Linked DNA regions of Mus musculus: regions 2, 3, 4, 5 and 6 are each linked to region 1. The links are chromatin contacts, called in public Hi-C and promoter capture Hi-C maps. All regions are on one chromosome and are shown on one strand. The core of a region is the stretch at or near the end of the contact, and the rest is flanking DNA. Distances in the headings are between cores, read along the strand shown. Region 1 holds the start of Meis1 (Meis homeobox 1). Region 2 has its middle 290 kb from the start of Etaa1. Region 3 has its middle 190 kb from the start of Etaa1. Region 4 holds the start of Cep68 (centrosomal protein 68). Region 5 holds the start of Actr2 (ARP2 actin-related protein 2). Region 6 has its middle 16 kb from the start of Gm31505.

Evidence for each region. Promoter capture Hi-C pulls out the DNA fragments that hold promoters and counts their contacts. Hi-C and Micro-C count contacts between places; a contact is called where the count stands out from the background.
Region 2: a contact with region 1 is called in a promoter capture Hi-C map of liver, with 5 times the contacts expected there. The contact joins the enhancer-like site here to the promoter of Meis1 in region 1. A contact is called at or near these places in 12 of 39 promoter capture datasets (the 3T3-L1 cell line, cranial neural crest, embryonic stem cells and 6 more), 2 of 484 Hi-C or Micro-C datasets (cortical neurons and uterus), 5 of 115 datasets of contacts at active chromatin or transcription factors (astrocytes, cardiomyocytes, embryonic forebrain and 2 more) and 1 of 9 other capture datasets (embryonic stem cells).
Region 3: a contact with region 1 is called in a Hi-C map of cerebellar granule neurons, with 3 times the contacts expected there. The contact joins the enhancer-like site here to the promoter of Meis1 in region 1. A contact is called at or near these places in 6 of 39 promoter capture datasets (the 3T3-L1 cell line, the C10 cell line, embryonic stem cells and 3 more), 4 of 484 Hi-C or Micro-C datasets (cardiomyocytes, cerebellar granule neurons and cerebellum), 1 of 115 datasets of contacts at active chromatin or transcription factors (neural tube) and 2 of 9 other capture datasets (adipose tissue and pancreatic islet).
Region 4: a contact with region 1 is called in a promoter capture Hi-C map of pre-B cells, with 4 times the contacts expected there. The contact joins the promoter of Cep68 here to the promoter of Meis1 in region 1. A contact is called at or near these places in 1 of 39 promoter capture datasets (pre-B cells) and 1 of 115 datasets of contacts at active chromatin or transcription factors (astrocytes).
Region 5: a promoter capture Hi-C map of pre-B cells shows a contact between it and region 1, with 4 times the contacts expected there. The contact joins the promoter of Actr2 here to the promoter of Meis1 in region 1. A contact is called at or near these places in 2 of 39 promoter capture datasets (liver and pre-B cells), 1 of 484 Hi-C or Micro-C datasets (adipose-derived mesenchymal stem cells) and 1 of 115 datasets of contacts at active chromatin or transcription factors (astrocytes).
Region 6: a contact with region 1 is called in a promoter capture Hi-C map of embryonic stem cells, with 6 times the contacts expected there. The contact joins the enhancer-like site here to the promoter of Meis1 in region 1. A contact is called at or near these places in 7 of 39 promoter capture datasets (the 3T3-L1 cell line, embryonic stem cells, liver and 2 more), 3 of 115 datasets of contacts at active chromatin or transcription factors (embryonic forebrain and embryonic stem cells) and 1 of 9 other capture datasets (embryonic stem cells).

The regions. Positions count from the first base shown.
Region 1 is chr11:19,017,597-19,020,328 of GRCm38.p6, reverse strand. It overlaps Meis1 (Meis homeobox 1), which reads left to right and starts at 1,360. Exons shown (of 12, transcript NM_010789.3): 1 at 1,360-2,108. The coding sequence starts at 2,097. It overlaps Gm16141 (a long non-coding RNA gene), which reads right to left. Exons shown (of 3, transcript XR_381070.4): 3 at 1,999-2,732.
Region 2 is chr11:17,662,691-17,665,422 of GRCm38.p6, reverse strand. No RefSeq gene overlaps it. Among named protein-coding and RNA genes, the nearest start is that of Etaa1, 290 kb to the left of the region's middle. Within about 2 kb of position 1,367, at least 19 of the 459 cell types and tissues checked have an H3K27ac peak or open chromatin away from gene starts, as enhancers often do. A contact at or near this core is called in liver and uterus, where this site is marked.
Region 3 is chr11:17,761,924-17,764,655 of GRCm38.p6, reverse strand. No RefSeq gene overlaps it. Among named protein-coding and RNA genes, the nearest start is that of Etaa1, 190 kb to the left of the region's middle. Within about 2 kb of position 1,390, at least 2 of the 459 cell types and tissues checked have an H3K27ac peak or open chromatin away from gene starts, as enhancers often do. A contact at or near this core is called in cerebellar granule neurons and cerebellum, where this site is marked.
Region 4 is chr11:20,248,089-20,250,820 of GRCm38.p6, reverse strand. Cep68 (centrosomal protein 68) reads left to right here and starts at 1,397. Exons shown (of 7, transcript NM_172260.3): 1 at 1,397-1,514.
Region 5 is chr11:20,111,561-20,114,292 of GRCm38.p6, reverse strand. It overlaps Actr2 (ARP2 actin-related protein 2), which reads left to right and starts at 1,342. Exons shown (of 9, transcript NM_146243.2): 1 at 1,342-1,488. The coding sequence starts at 1,441.
Region 6 is chr11:17,981,884-17,984,615 of GRCm38.p6, reverse strand. No RefSeq gene overlaps it. Among named protein-coding and RNA genes, the nearest start is that of Gm31505, 16 kb to the left of the region's middle. Within about 2 kb of position 1,320, at least 6 of the 459 cell types and tissues checked have an H3K27ac peak or open chromatin away from gene starts, as enhancers often do. A contact at or near this core is called in embryonic stem cells, where this site is marked.

The DNA.
Region 1 (2,732 bases), core at 111-2,610:
AAAATAACCCCCACTAGATAGAGTAGCTGAAGAGTGAGAATAAAAAGACTCAAAAAACAATTTTAAGTCCAGGGTGTGGTATTTCAAGAGAGAAAGTTAAAAACCACTGGCTGGTTGGAGACTTTAAGTTGTGGGCAGGGTCAGCTTTTGTCTGAAATCTCAGCTTCCGAAGTGGATTTCTTTTTCTCTGGAACTGGGAGCTTTCACGGGGCTGGGTTCGGAGATAGACAAATTGAGAGATGGAGGTCTGGGAGGCCGGCTCCGGGCGTCGCCGCTGAAAGAGCTGGGGGTGGGGGGTGGGAGGGAGCGCAGCGTCTCCAGGCCCGAGCAAGGCCGAGGCTGGAGCCCCTCGGCGTCGCCCAGACAAAGGCAGCCCCAGCCGCAGCGCAGCGGAGCTCTGCAGCTTCGCCGCGCCCCGGGCGCACGGCTAAACTTGCCGGTAGCGCAATCGAGAAAGAGCCTCGGGTCCCGGGGCTCCCAGGCCCCGGCCGCCCGCAAGGTCTGGCTGCTTGGTGCCCGCGTTGAGTTTCGTTCTCCAGCGGTCATAAATAGCTCGGTGTTTGTAAACAAGCGCTGGGGGCACATTCCCGGCGCTCGGCTCATTGTTCCCTCCCTTCCTCCCTCACTTCGCGCGGCGGCTGGGGCTGAGGGCTGCAAGAGAGGAGGTGGGGACGTCCGGACTCAAAGTGACAAAATGCAAGCATTTCCTTTCCTCCGGCCCTACGTCCACTTCTGACAGCGGGGGGAGAAAAAAAAATAAAGAAAGAAAGAAAAAACCCAAACCAAAAGAAAAAAAAGAAAAGAAAAGAAAACCTCTAAGCTGAGTCTGCAGAACGCCCGGGCGACCGCTACCCCACGTTCTCAGGACTCTCGAGCGGAACCTTTTCCAGTCCAGTTCCAGCTCCTCTTCTTGCTCTGGCTTTGACTTTTCTCCTCCGGGAGTCTAGCAGAGAATCCAGTACTTTTGGCATCACCCCCACCCCGAAAAATACTGGCAGACCCCAATAATTTCGAGGAAAGTCTTGAAGTCTTTCATGAGCGGAGCCCTGAGCGAATTAACTCCGGCATCTGCCTGCCCTACGTTTATTCCCGATTTATTTCAAGCGTCCGCTTTGGGAAGAGAGGCTGGAAGGGGACGTAAAGCCGGCGGGTTGGGAGCTGCAGCCTGTATTTGTGTGCATGTGCCCTGGGTGTGTGGTGTTAGTGCCTGGGCGTGCGAATTTGTGGAGTGTCTTTCTGCCTCTCCAGTGCGGCCAGAGCTCGCTTCGCGCACCCACCCCTGCCGAGGAGCCTACTTGCTGCAGCCCAATGCATTGTGTAAGACGCGACCTGTTATGGCCACCACTACTTCCGGGTTCTAGCATTCTGGTCGGAATCCACCTCTCCGCCTGTGCAACACACACTTTACACACGCACGGCGACTGCAAGCGGGCAGCATCGATCGTGGCTCCTTTAAGACAAACTCAGACAGACATTTTTTTAACCCTCCTCTCTAATCTCCCTTCAGTGCAGCAGTTGCAAAGAGGGAGAGAGAAAGAGAAAGAGAGCGAGAGAAGAGAGAAACTGATTAGGAATTAGGACTGATTCAAGGAAAGCGGGCGCTAGGGCTTTGTGCATTTGAATATTAACATTTGAGGTGTTCTGACCAGAAGAAGACAGAACGGACGATCATTCATTCACCACGTTGACAACCTCGCCTGTGATTGACAGCTGGAGTGGCAGAAAGCCATGAGATTTGGTAGTTGGGTCTGAGGGGCGCTCTTTTTTTTTTTTCTTTTTCTTTTCTTTTCTTTCTTTTTTTTTAAACTGATTTTTTTGGGGGGGAGAGAAGATCTGCTTTTTTTTTCCCCTCCCACTGCTGTCTTGGTGGAACCAGAGCGCTTTTATGCTCAGCGACGCGGGCGCCTTGCTTCAGGTCCGGTAGACCGAAGATCTGGGACCAGTAATTCACACTGCTGGAGACGCAAAGGGATTTTTTTTTGTTATTGTTGTGCTTTATTTTTTTTTCCGGGGGAGTTTGCATATTTGTTTCTTTTCACACTGGCCTTAAAGAGGATATATTAGAAGTTGAAGTAGGAAGGGAGCCAGAGAGGCCGATGGCGCAAAGGGTACGTATTAAAAGCAATTGTGGAAGTCAAATGTGAGATTAAATTGAAACGTGGCTGAAAGACACTGCTACTAAGTTTCCTCTTTTCTTTCTCTCTTTTTGAATGAGGATCCTAAAGCCGCGGCCTAAATCGACAGTTTTACTTAATGCGTTTGCAGCCTTATGCATGTTTCTTGTGGTTAATTCAAGTGATCAAGTTGTCTATAGATTCCTAGCCAACAGCTATATAAATAAAAATACAAGCTCAAGGAATCACCTGTTTTAAAAGATAAAAAAGACAAGGGGGAAGATGCTTCATATCCAGTGCTGTAATTTAAGCATTTAGGGACCAAAAGTTTAAAGCTATGTTTAATGAAAATGAACAGCTGAGAACTTTTGCCTCATTATCGATTATATTCATCTTCAGTATCAGTAGAAATGGGGAGCATTTTCCGCTAAGTAATGTCCTGGTGCAGTGAATTTTTGGTTGGAAAAACATTCCTTTTATAAAAGTAATTTTAATTTGCATGGGATTTTATGCAAGATAATAAGTTTGTAGATTTTTTCCTTAGCTAAGTTCTGTACTAGTTAGATACTAAATACAGAGCTCTCACTTTTAAAATGCAATACTAATTTCCCCAATATT
Region 2 (2,732 bases), core at 118-2,617, 1.4 Mb after region 1:
TTTTTGTTTTGTTTTGTTTTGTTTTGTTTTGTTTTGTTTTGTTTTGTTTTTTTCCTTTCTGATGTTAGACATCAGGGAGGGATTGGTGTGAAAATTTCTTGGCAAGTATAAAGGAGTACTATTTCATATCTCTTTGTTACTTGGAGATTTTAATAAAATGTTTAGTTGACCAACCTCATTATCCAAAGCTGTTTGAATGCTTATCAAACGAAGATGAGAACTTAGATTCAATGACCTGCTTGCTTCTGTATTTATTGAGTTGTAATTGCATGTGATAGCCCCACATCCAGATCTGAATGATTCCCTATAAAGTTGTTGAACTGTGTTGACTTTTCCCTGTGTATGTTCCTGCCCAGGTTATGGAAGAGGGTACTATTAAAAAGAAGTTGCCAGGACAATATGTCACAGATTGTCTATGAGGAAGAAGGAGACACAGATCTTCAAATGAGTCGTTGATGTGTAGCTTCCCTTGGATTCAAAAGTCCTGGGTGCTGTTCACAGTTCCCGATCCTGACAAGGTCATTTCACAAAACTAATAATCCACTGGCACCTATCTACCCAAGACTGAGATAGTGCACTTCTCAAAGAAACCACTGAAACCTGCTCTGGGCAGCAGGCAGGATCAATAGCTGCAGGCATATGCCTACTTCTAGCTCCTGCCTCCTTGCAAGCCTGTCCCCTCGGCCACTCTGTTTCTGCACTCATTGGATCTTCCAGGAAGCTTTAGAAGCAAGAAGCTCACTGAAAGGTATCTATGGGAAGTGCATGCAGGAGGACAGGAGGACAGGAGGACAGGAGGACAGAGTGATCTTTTATTTATTTTTTCCAATTAAAAGTTTTAGGTCGCCATACAAAGTAATAGGTTTCATTGTAGCACTTTTGCACACATGCGTCAATTCACTTTGTTCACCATAAAAAGGATGAAGAAGCATATGTAACTGAGGTGACTTTCCATAACAATACACAGCTTGACAAGTCACAAAATGAAGTAGTTTAATCTACTAACGAGCCCAGTTTCCTCAGTCCCCAGGCTGCTTAGTAGGGCTCTTTTGCCATCTAAAACTGCTCTAAGTAGACATTTCATATCACAGAATAAATCTTTGCAAATGTACGTTAATCTGTTCCACTCATCCACCATTATAATTCCCACCCTGGACATCCTCAAATTTAAAGCCTGGACTTGGTCCCTGTAGATTATTCTCCCTAACACACTTGCTTATCCTTTCCTTTGATTTCCTTTTGTGGGCCCAGCTTGGCGAACAGCCCGAAATGGATTTAGCCTATAATTGTCAACAGGAGAGCCTGCCAAACCTGTGTCCGCACAGAAATAAACCCAAATTGGCAGAGAGGTGAGGAGCACAGGCATTCCAATTTCATCATAGCAAGGTCCTCCCAAGAGCTCCATAAAGCAGCCAGCTCGCAGCGAAGGCTGAAGAACCCAGAGTAAGAGGCAACATAAAAATGGACTACACACAAACAAGGCACAAGGCTTTAAAAATAAACCATTCTAGGCAGCTTACCTAACACAGCCCAGAGTCGCCTGTGGGCTGGATGCTCAGATCCTGCAGCGAGGTCTAACTCACTGCTTACTAGGTCACTCTATACTGAGTTCGACTTACATGTATCTAGTTTCTGTTTATGCTTATCTGTGATCTGTGGCATAAAAACAGAAATGTGTATTCTATACCTCTACAGCCGATTTCCAAGATTTGGAGAGTGATACATGGCATGCATAATACTCAAGAATGGATGTCTGAAGCAACCATAGGAAGGCCTGTCTCTGCCTCTTACTAGGGAAGAATCTTTGGTTCAGTTATATTAAAAATTGCTCTTCTGTGTGTTTATTTTTCCAACTTCCTAGAAAACCAAAGAGGCTTTCCACAGTAGGAACATAAAAATCTTCTCAGGTAAGAACCCAGTGTAAACCATGGCTCACTCTAATTTAAATCTTCCCCTACATATATTTTCATAACAGGCAAATATTTAATAGGGGAATGTAGCATATTCATATAATTACAATAATAAAATTATCATCAAAATAACCATCATCATTATAGACAACAGTAGGCATGAGAAAGTTACCAGTGGTTTTCTTGTCAGACAAAAGGAAAAATATCCCCAAAGTCCTGAAAATGTACTTTGTTATCTAAGCCCTGGAAGAAATGCTGTACATTGTGAATATTGAAGTAATCCCATAAAGATAGTCGATGATTCATCATTTTATTATAATAGCTATAATTTAAAAGATGTACAAGTGAAACACAGGAAGAAAATGGTAATGATGACGGCCTTTCTTAAAACAAAAAAACCCTACTTTCTACACCATTTCGTAAGATAGCAATACAGGTATCTACTCATTTTAGGGGTTATATGTTGTTATAAGTATCTGGGAAGTTCAAAAAATAAAGCTTTCAAAGGACTGGTGTTTGAAAATCTACCAGATAGTTTTGCATTTCCATCATAATTAGTTCAATTTCATTCACTGAACTAATAGTACATATTTTTGCTCTGCTTGGCCTTTCATTGCTTCCTCACTCATGTTGTCTCACTCTTGTAGGCTGGCTGAAAAGACAGGGAAGGGCAAACTGCTCATCTAGAGTGACTACAATGGTACTACAGCATAGTCATTGTCCTTTGCACAAGAAAGGGATGCTGTCACCATTACACAGGAAGTCAGAGGTTAAGGAATTACTCCCAAGGTAAATAGAAACTGCGGATGACATCAATGGAAA
Region 3 (2,732 bases), core at 141-2,640, 1.3 Mb after region 1:
CCTCCAACAACCAGATCCTACCTCCTAAAGGGTGCACAGCCTCTGCAATGGTTGACTTCATTTGTCAACTTGGAAGAATCCAGAATCACCTGGGAGATGAGCTTCTGGAAATGCCTCTGTGTGTGTGTGTGTGTGTGTGTGTGTGTGTGTGTGTGTGTGTGTGTGTGTGTGTGTGTGTGTCTGTACATGTAGGGGGGTAGGGGCAGTTGTCTTGACTACATTAATTGATGTGGGAAGACAATTCTAATTGTAGGTTCCATGAGTGAAGATAGATAGCTGAGCACTAGCATGTGTGCATCCATTCCTCTATTCACACTGAGGACACAGTGGGAACAGCTGCTTCAGGTTCCTGCCACCATGACTTCCTGGCATAATGGAGTATAACCTGGAACTGTGAGTGAAAGAAATCCTTCCCCCTGTAAGTCCCTTTACTCATGATATTTTATCACACCTGCAGAAAAGAATGGAGACAGTTACCCAACAAAGAGCCACAAACTATGGAATAAGCATTTAAAATATTGCCAAGAGGAGCTACTCCATATTCAAATTGTAACAACTTATTTGTGAAATATTACTAAAGATGTCGTGTCTCTCATACAAAAATGTCTTAAGGCAGAGCAGAAAGCTCATTTGATAAAAAGTGAAATCTGTGAGAAAAATTTGGTATCACCATGTCTGTGTGGTCCAGCCTGGCCCCAGGTCTCTTGTTCTTCCTTTTCATGAGGTGCAGGAGATCTGGTTCCACTCCCTCACTTTAGGCATCATTTACATAAGAGATACTGTTGTGTACCCTTCTGGTGAGTAGAGATAAATACTTGTTGATTGATCCAAATAATTCTGATGGGAAGAAACTGATCCATTCTTCTGGGTATTTTTTAGGCTTACTAAACATACTGTGGCTTCCTGATGTCATTGATCTATAAAGCCTGCTTATGTCTTTCTCATTCACAAGCTTTGGCTGACTAGTATGGCTTTGTTTATGAGTGTCCAGAAGGGCCCTTCAATTTTGGCAAGTATCTGAGATGCAAAGGACATAAATCAGTACTTTTGTCACGTTCCATCTGGACACATTGGTGACACTGACACCCCCAAACCCCTGCTGGGGCCATCTGTCACTATGTAGAAACATAACCTGCAGAGGAAAGTAGAACTTCAGAATAAGCTTGGTGGCCTGCTTATATGTATAAAGAACCATGGCCACTTTTCCTCTTTAGATTCAAACCATTGGGATATTTCTCTTTATATCATGGAGAGTGAAATTTCTGAAATAATTTCACATCTATCAATGCTTCTTTATTTCTAAAATATCTCCTTATCATTTAAATATTAGCACATAGCAAAAGGAACACTTACTACTACTACTACTACTACTACTACTACTACTACTACTATTATTATTATATTGGTTTTCCTTTCAATTCCAAGTATTTCGTTATATAATGTAGAGTAAGACTAGAATAGATTCATGTTCTTTTTTTTTTAACATAACATGTCCTGGAATCCATAGGTTGAAAATTTCTGCATTTTTCCTGGAAATAACTGCCTAGTTTTGAGTACAATGGCCTTTTCTCAAACTCCATGGGATGACTACTATGACACAAGCGAAACCAGGAATAATTCTCTTACACTTCTGTTGTTTATTCGTCCTGGCCTTAAGGTGATCTCTTTAAATGTTTTTATCTGTAAAATTTGTTGAAGAAAAATTGTGGAGTTTGCTTGTTGTATTCCCAGGTGACTAATGCATGCCCAACACCCTACACTATAGAAAGACCCAAATATAATCGTGTCGTTATAATTCCTGTATCAGGAACATGCGATTCATGTAAATACACAACTCATGTCATCCATGTCAGCTTATGAGTTTTCTTTCTCATATACAAATTTTGTTCTCTCTTTTAGACAAAAGCTACCAGCAGAGGGAAAGAGGCTACCATTTACTAAGCAGAGTATAGCCCACTATGTGCTGTGCTCTGTGGATTACTAACAATCTCCTGACATATTTACACATGAATGATACATAGGAGGCCTGTGTTACTCATACGTGCCGGTATAAACGCAACAGCCCTTTTGGAATACTTTCCCCGCTCACAATTTGTACTTGTCATGTTGCTAAACAACACAAACCTTAAAAATATCTGTGCTCCAAAGCTTAGCATAGATCTATGCTCCTAGCCATCCTGTAGGCCTGCTGTACCCTTCTAGCCCTCAACTTCCTAATAACATCATGTATAGCTACCTAGTCCACAATCCTACCACAATCTTCTGATACTTCCTTCCCACATGCCACCAGGTAGGTCCACTCCTTTCCAATACATAGGCATGCCTGGCACCTCTGGAACTTTATCTTTTTGCCTGCCTTAATAGGTGGGACCCACTACTAACCTGTAGCCTGCCCCTCCTTTGGGACCCTACTCACTCATCAGGTAGCCTCTGCTACTTCCGACAATATAGGCAACGCATCTCCTCCATTATTCTGCTTCCTTATGACAGTGAATAGGCATCTGTCTCCCTCATTCCATAGGCCTGCTAGATTTTTTGGTGTTTTACCTCCAAGTACTGTCAGACAACTATGTTTCCTCTTGAATCTTCTATCCCCAAGTCTCACACTAGGCTTGGTCCTTCTCACTATATGAGGGGCATGCCCCATTGGGGTCTCAGTTTCCAAGTAGGCACTGCTCCCACTAATACCATAGGTCTTCCTGTCTTCTATACACCCATCTTCTCAAGTTCTT
Region 4 (2,732 bases), core at 148-2,647, 1.2 Mb before region 1:
GCCACCCCTGGATTCATCCCTCCACATTTTGGACCCTCCAATAAATATCTTTTATGAGCTTTGCTGCCTGGTGGTACTCTCTCATCAGAAGCCAAGAAGCAATGAAGAGAAGGAAAGAACAGGAGTGGGGCTGAGCTGGGGATACCCTCCCCCTGGGAGCTGCAACACCTCAGTTAGGAGGCTTCCTCTTAGAGCAGTGTGGTTCCTGGGCTTCTGTGTTTCAGGACGCCCTTCCAACTGAGCAAGAACACTTAGAGAAGGCCGCTGGGCCAAAGTCAAAGAAGAGTACAGAACACATCTGGTTGAGACCATCCAGGTGCTCAATCGCATTACCATATTTACTGCTAAATGACTTCATACGTCCTTTATTTATTTTTTCCTTTAAACAAGTAACTGGATACACGCTGGTAAATGCTACCTACCTATTTGACACATTTCGGTTCTGAATTCCTTTTTAACTTTTTCCTTCTGGGTTGAAGAGAGAATTCAAGGCCTTGCATATAACAATACACTTTTACTTTAAAACACCCAGTATGGGGAAGACTGGGACAAAATCAGGAGTTCAAATTCAGCCTGGGATACGATGAAATTTACACTCACTCTCTCTCTCTCTCTCTCTCTCTCTCTCTCTCTCTCTCTCTCTCTCTCTCCACACACACACACACACACACACACACACACACACACACACACAAAACAAAGCCAAATAAAAAGCTGGGCATGATAGGGTTTGCCTGTACTCCCTGCACTGGGGAAGCCGAGGCAGAAGGAGCACTATGGCCAGGCAGGCCAGCCTGGCAGTTAAGTTTGTGGTCTTAGGTTGGATTAAGTCTCTGTCGTGTTAAGATCAGTCCAGCTCCTTCTCTAAACTTCACAGGCCCAGAACACTGTGGAAGTCCCTTCTCCCACTACTGGTGAGACAGGCTGGGCCTCCTGAGCCTCAGAGTCTCAGGACGGTGGCGAGGGGCCGGGGGTGGGGGGAGGGAGGGAGCTCGACCCACACCTGGTCCCCTCGCCCAACTTCTGCCCGATGCCCAGATTCGGACATGCCCTGGGGGTTCCACACAACGCAAAAGGGGAGCACCAAGCCTGGAACCACCCTCCCAGCCGCGGAGAGCACGTCGACCCAAACACCGCAAGCCTTCGATCCGCGGAGAGCGCGCCTTGCTATCCGCGTGGGCCTGCGTGGACGCCAGGACCGCGAACACCCAGCTGGCACGCGCGTCCGGACAGCGGAGAAAGAAGCTCCGGCCACCCATAGGCCAGGGTCCTGCAGGGGGCGGGTTCCCATGGCAGATACGAGCTGTGGATTGGTGAAGCATCCGAACGGAGAGTTTGGATTGGTTGCTTCATGGGGCGTCCTCCGCGGAGAAGCGGCAAGGGCGGAGGGCGTGGCGGGCGCCTGGCCCTCCCTCCCCAGGAGTGCGGGCGCCCGCGGGAGGCCCCGTCGTCGCCGCCTGGGACCCTGGCCCAGCTACGCGGGTCGCTCGGGACGTGCGGCGGTGTGGAGTGAGGTAAAAAGGCTGTGGCCGGCTCGAGTGTCGCGGCGCCAAGACTCGAGTCGGGGCATTCCCCTCGTGCCCGGGGCTCCGCGTGGGGGACCCTGGGGGAGGCCCGCGGCCTGGAGGGCACAAAGGCTGGCCGCGATGGGGGCGCCTCGCGCGTTCGCCTCCATCTTGCGGACCGTGCCGGGTGGAGGCGAGCGGAGGGGCAGGCTGTGGAGGGCCAGCGCGGCCTGCAGAGCGCGTGGGGCCGCACCTCTGGCAGCCCCATGCAGCTGTGCGCGCGTCGACCTTGGTCGCGGAGAACCGGCGGGTCACAGCCACAGCCGCTCGCGTCTGGACGGCTGCTGCTTCCATGGCCCAGTGAACGCATCCGGAGGAGGAAAGCAAAGCGGCGCACTTTTTATCTCTAAGATCTACCCTTGTCATCTGTCACCTGTTAGCCAGTCTCAGCAGCCCGGGAGCACATGCCCCAAACTTAGTAATTTTATAATTACCATGTTTTATTCAATTAAAAATTAAAAAAATAATAATAAAAGCTAAAAACTCCCAGTGCCCGAGCAGAGTAGACCTTACTGGGAATTGATGGGGTCCGAGACAAGGAAAGAGGTAGTCTGGTATACAGCTTGCGACACTTTTTGCTTTGGGCTTGGTTCAAATACAAGCCACTACTCACCTAGTTCTCTCCAGCGGACTGGGTTAAATTCTGGATCACTTAGGAACAGTGGGTGTAAGGGAACCCAGCTTCACATCATCACAGAAGCTTTTAAAAACTTTTTCCCTACCCCCACAACTGAAAAACATACCCTTCTCTGGGCAGCCCATATGGGCCTGGGTTGGCAATGAAGTGGTTTCCCCGCCCCCTAACAGGATGAAAGGTCTGTAAGGGAAGGAAACCAAAAGAAAACAAGAACAAGTGAAGCCCAACGTTGAGGGAACCGGAACTTTTAAAAGCCTTTAAGTTGTTGGATTATTTTTACAGGTTAAGGAAGCAGCTGGGCTCTCTGAATCAATTCAGACTTTAGTCCCTTTCATACTACTAATTCAGGATAAATTCACGTGTGCCTTAGTTCTCTCATCTATAAAGTGGAATTTAGGCCCCAGCACGACAGGACAAAAAAACATGGCTAGGAAGAGTAATAGTGCCAATTCCAAGGTTTATAAAATACCTAAGATAAGAAGAAATACTTAGACCTACCAGAGCACTCGGGAGAGAGAGGCAGGTGGATC
Region 5 (2,732 bases), core at 93-2,592, 1.1 Mb before region 1:
ATTTCTGAGTTCGAGGCCAGCCTGGTCTACAAAGTGAGTTCCAGGACAGCCAGGGCTATACAGAGAAACCCTGTCTCGAAAAACAAAAAAAAACCAACCAAACAAACAAAAGCAAACAAACAAAAAAGAATAAGTTTCTGTTTCTTAGGTCTGATGTAAACTGCAAAACAAGTTTTCAGCCTAGCTAAACTTGGGATTCACATGACATATACTCTGACCCTTGACTCTTCCCTTTCACTGTATCTAACAATTCGCTCACATCTCGCCCATAAAACGGACCTCAAGCGACCGGCAGCGGTGAGACAGGTGGTTGGCCAGTCCTGGTGTACCCCAAAATTGCTCCAATTGGACAATCATGGATTTGGTCTTTTTAACTTAATATTCTTAGTTTTAACACAAGGATAGACAATGCGACCCTGTCTCAGAAAACAAAACTAAACTAAAATTAAAGGAAAGAGTTTTGTTCTTTGTTTTCGAGAAAGGGTTTCTTTGTTGTAGCCTTGGCTGTCTTAGAACTAGCTCTGTAAATAGACCAGGCTGGCCAGGAATTCACAGAAATCCAACTGCCTCTACTTGTGTGCTGGGATTGAAAGCAAGTTCACCACTATGCGCTAAGTGAAAGCATTATCTTTCTTTTTTGACAGGGTTTCACTTTATAGCTCTGGCTGACCTGAAACTTGCTATGTAGACCAGGCTGGCCTCCAACTTAGAAATCCGTCTGCTTCTGCCTCCCAAGTGCTGGGATTAAAGGCGAACGCCAACAGTGCCCGGGTGCATATTCAATTTCTTAAAGAGGTGCGTGTAACACTTGTCCCTGTTTCCAAGGGAGGTTACAGAGGACCTCAATTTTAAAGTCTGCATTTGGCAACATGGTGAGTTCCTGTTTGAGAAAATCAAAGAGGGAAGTGGTGAAGCAGAAAGAAACGAAAGCATCCCGCCAGGCTCCTAGGGCTGCATGCAACTGGAGGTGTGGAATAAACCGGAGGTTTGAAACTTGTAGGTGTATCCACCCAGGCCTAGGAGCAATGACACATCATGCCTCGGGACCTCCAGGTGGCTTTCGGTCTTCCTAGCCGGCTGCTCCACCCTTCTCCACTGCCGTCCCGCCACACACCCTCCGGCCTTCACCTGCCTGCCTCCTGTACAGCCGGCCCGGCCGCGCCCTAGGTCCCGAGACAACTTGGTCAGAGCCGCCGCCCCACCAGCCAAGCGCAGCCCCGGAAGCAGAACGAGGCGAGAGGGCGCGCCCGGGTCCGCGCCGGACAGCTCTCATTGGCCTTCTCGGCTGCCAGTCCCCGCTCTTCTTTTCTCTCTCTGCACCGCCCTCTTGGAACGGCTGCCGGGCGGGGACTTCCGGTTTGGGCGGAGCGGCGGGCCGAGGGCGGGGCCGTGTGGAGGAGGAAGCAGGCCAGGCCGGGCGGCGGCTCACCAGGACGAACCATGGACAGCCAGGGCAGGAAGGTGGTGGTGTGCGACAACGGCACTGGGGTAAGGCCCGGCGGGGCGGCCGCGTGTGTGTGCGGGGTGCGCGCGGGCCCCTCGGCTGCGCGGCTGGGCTTCGGGGGCGCGGGCAGGCGCGCGGGCGGGCGAGCTCTCGGGGGGCGCCGGCCGGCCCGGAGCCGGTGGCCCGGAGCTAGGCTACCCGCGCTGCACCCGAAGGCGGCGGAACCTGTCCCCGCGCGCTCGCAAGCATCCGCCGGCGTGCCGAGAGATGGGTCTAGACGGTGAGAGGCCCTGTCCCTCGGTGGCGAGGAGGTCTCCATTTCCGAGGCTCGCCTGTGTTCGTCCATACAAGACCTAGCGGCCTTCCTCTTCCTGTGTAGCGAAAGATGCCGAATGCGAGGCAGGAAACGGGTTCCGCAGAGAAAAGAGGAAGTGCTGTCAGGCCCCGGGCCGCGGCTGGAGTCTGCCCCGGGAGAGCGTGTGGGCTGTCCTTGTCGTCTGTGGTTTTGAGAGAGGGGGATGGTCAGCAGCTCCTGCTTCACCTCTTGCTTTGCATGCCGCCCTATTATAGACCTAGGACCTCTCAAGTAAATTCTAGTGGGAAGTTGGATCATTTCTGGTTCCTCCTCTGCTTCATTTTTTTTTTCTGTTAAGTACAGGATAGACACGTTAGTCTTGAAGATGCTAAAAATGTCAAAATAAGCCTAAAGTTCTGATTCAGAAAACTCGTTGCAACTGGTTTCTTTCTATCCCCAGTTAAAAGGGTGGAGCATCAAAGTTCCAGTTTTGAAGATGCAACTGTTTCTGACTCCTTTAGCGATTTGCAACATTTTGTGACTTTTCTCCTCTCTGCCACAGAGACGACACACAAATTAAAATAGATTTTACTTGAATTACACCTTTGAAGCCAGATTGTTGAAAGGGGAAGGAGCTGGTATTCACTGCCATTATAGTGCCCTTGGTTGAATTTGTTACAAACTTTGACAATTATTGTACTAGCTTCATTTAAGCTAAATCTGGGCTAGAATAGGATAGGTAACAATACAAAGGGACATCCATACCACTGCTGTGGTAACAGCCCTAAGATTCAGTAACTTAAAGGTTTTTAAGCAACCCCATTTATGTGCTCATTAGAGATATTTATATTTGCAGACTTCATGAAGGGATACATAAAATGCATCTCATTTTTTGAGATAAAGGATAAAGCAGTGAGGGAAATGGTACAATTTTATAAAGCTTCTAAATTATCAGGAAAAAGGTTTTTAAAGCAAAGCCTGTATTGTTACACT
Region 6 (2,732 bases), core at 71-2,570, 1.0 Mb after region 1:
TTTTGTTAACCAAACCACACCTACTGAAAGAACTTAGAATAAGAATTATTAGAGAAGTTTAAATGAGAATGGTCTCCATAAGCTCATATGTTGAATATTTGGCTCCTCATTGAGGAGTTAAAGCTATTGCTGTCTGACACTCTAGAGCTGGGCCTACATAGTTCACATTGCTCTCACCACTGTTGTTTTCAAGCTTTTTCTCCGATGGTGCACTAAGCCACGTCCCACTTACAGAACCCATCCACATTTTTAGTCCAAACTCCCAAAGTCTTCCACATCCATCCAAAAGCCCACATGGTTAGGCCTGTCTGACATAGCAATAACACACTTCATGGTACAAATCTCTGTCTTAGTTACTTTTCTATTGCTATAATAAAACATCAGGACCAAGACAACTTACAAAAGAAAGTGTTTTAACTTACAGATTGTAGTACTTGACCATCATTGTTGGGAGCATGGCAGGAAGTAGGCAGATATGACACTGTAGCTGCAGCTGAGAGATCACATTTTGGGGCACAACCATGAAGCAGAGTGGGGAGACACTGGAAATGATCCCATTTCCTCCAATGACACACCTCCTCCAACAAACCACCTCTTAATTCTTTCCAAATGTGATCTCTCAGCTGCAGCTACACTGTCATATCTGCCTACTTCCTGCCATGCTCCCAACAATGATGGAGATTTGTACCATGAAGTGTTTAAGGAGAGCCTAAATTTCAAATGGAATGGAGGGAGGGGTAGCCTCAGTAAGAGAACTCACCCAACTAAGCTTCTAGTTTGTAAGGAAAAGGCCTGAGGAATTTTCTGCTCCTAAAAAACAACAATAAATCAAAGCTATCATGAATGTAAAAACAAGGGGCCAGGTAAAGCTTGAGCTTTTGTGGTTGTAGTCCAGCATAGTTGTCTTATTCAGATGGTTGGAGTTTTAGAATCATGAAGGATTCATGAGTAAGGCTGTGGAAACTTCTTCCATGTTTAAAGACAGCTACTGAGGCCAGACATACAGCAGGAGAGTCCCTGTCTGGAGGCCTGAGGGTTTTCCAGTCCCACACCCTCCTTACAGCTTCCCCCTCCCACCTGGGGTCAAGGCTAGGCCAAGTTTCATTCTCCACCCACAGGAACATTCTTGAGTAAAATGTTCTCACAGTGTACTGGCTAATAGTCACCTGACCCTCTGGAAAGTCCCAGGTAGCGTTTAAATGCATGTCATACTTGCTAATCAATAGATTTGAAGATCAATATGCTTAGCCAGTAAGTTTGAACTGTAACCTTGCTGATGTAACGTGTGCATCTAAAAAGTCTAAAAACTGTGTGTAATAACCATTTGGGTGGCCTTCTTATCACTCACCTCAAGGGACTGATTGAGGGTTGACCCCAATGTTCTAGAAAATAAACCTCTTGCTTTTGCATTGATCTGCATCTCAATGTCTCACTTGGGGGGAGGGGGCATCTTGAAGTAAGTTCCACTTACTGAGGGTCTTACAGGCCCATAGAGGTCATTGTGTGAAACTGTGACAGTGGAGCCTGGATTGCATCAAAGACTTCAAGATGCTTGAGGTGCTAAAGTAATGGGATATCTGCCAAGGAAAGTGGTATGCAAGGAAGCATCCCAAGAGAGAGAGAAATGTGTTGTAGTCAGCAAAACTGGAAAGACAGAGCCTGGTAAGCCCTGTGACATTAGATATGCTTGATTTCGGCCTTGCTTTGGTCCAGCATTGTCTCAGTATGCCCTGGTTTCACCCTTTTAGATGAATATTCCGCACCATTATGTGTTGGAAGTATGTGATTTTCTTCTTTTCTTTTAGCATATACAATTAAAAGACTGCCTTGCGTCTCAGAAAAGAATTTGAATATTGATCTTTGAAATAATGTAGAGACTGTCAAAGATTGTGGGGACTTTTGTGGTTGAACTAAATGTATTTTGCATTATGATATTACTGCAGCCTATTAGGGACCAAAGAGTGTAATTTGGTATTTTGAATGAAAATTCCATCATTGGCTCATATATTTGAATAGTTGGTCTCCAGTTGATGGGACAGTTTGGGAAGGATTGGGACGTACAGCCTCGTTGGAGGATTGAGGATTCAGAGGCCTAGGCCATGACCCAGTTCGCTCTCTCTGTCTTCTACTCACAGATAAAAGTGTGAACTTTCAGCTACTGCTCTAGCGAACATGCTTGCCTGTCTGCTCCAGTGCTCCCAGCCACTTCACTCTGAAGTCATTATCCTCAAATAAAATGATTTCTTTCATAAGTTTCACTTGTCATGATATTTTATTACATCACTGAAAATATGCTAAGATGTAGATTATCCAGTACAACGCATAAATTTCTTCCCTCACAGTATACTATAATAAATTCTCAATAAAAATTAAAACAACATAAAAATTTATAAATATAAAATACACCTGAATAAAAACAAAGGAATATACTTTCAAACTGGGGAGAAGTTTCCTCTATTTCTGCCATTGATAGAATAGATTAATAAATGCATGCAGAGGGCCTGGAAAGGTAGCTCAGTGGATAAGAGTACTGGTGGTTCTTCCAGAGGACCTAGCTTCAAAACCCAGAACCTACAGGGTGGCTCACAGCCATCTGTAACTCCAGGACCAAGGGATCTGCTGCTTCTGCTGTTCTCCGCCATCACCTGGCCATAGTGTTAATCTCTCACCTCTAAGTTCTGGCAAAATCACAATCTAATATCAGGAGACAACTCTTGTATTGAAAGCATCAA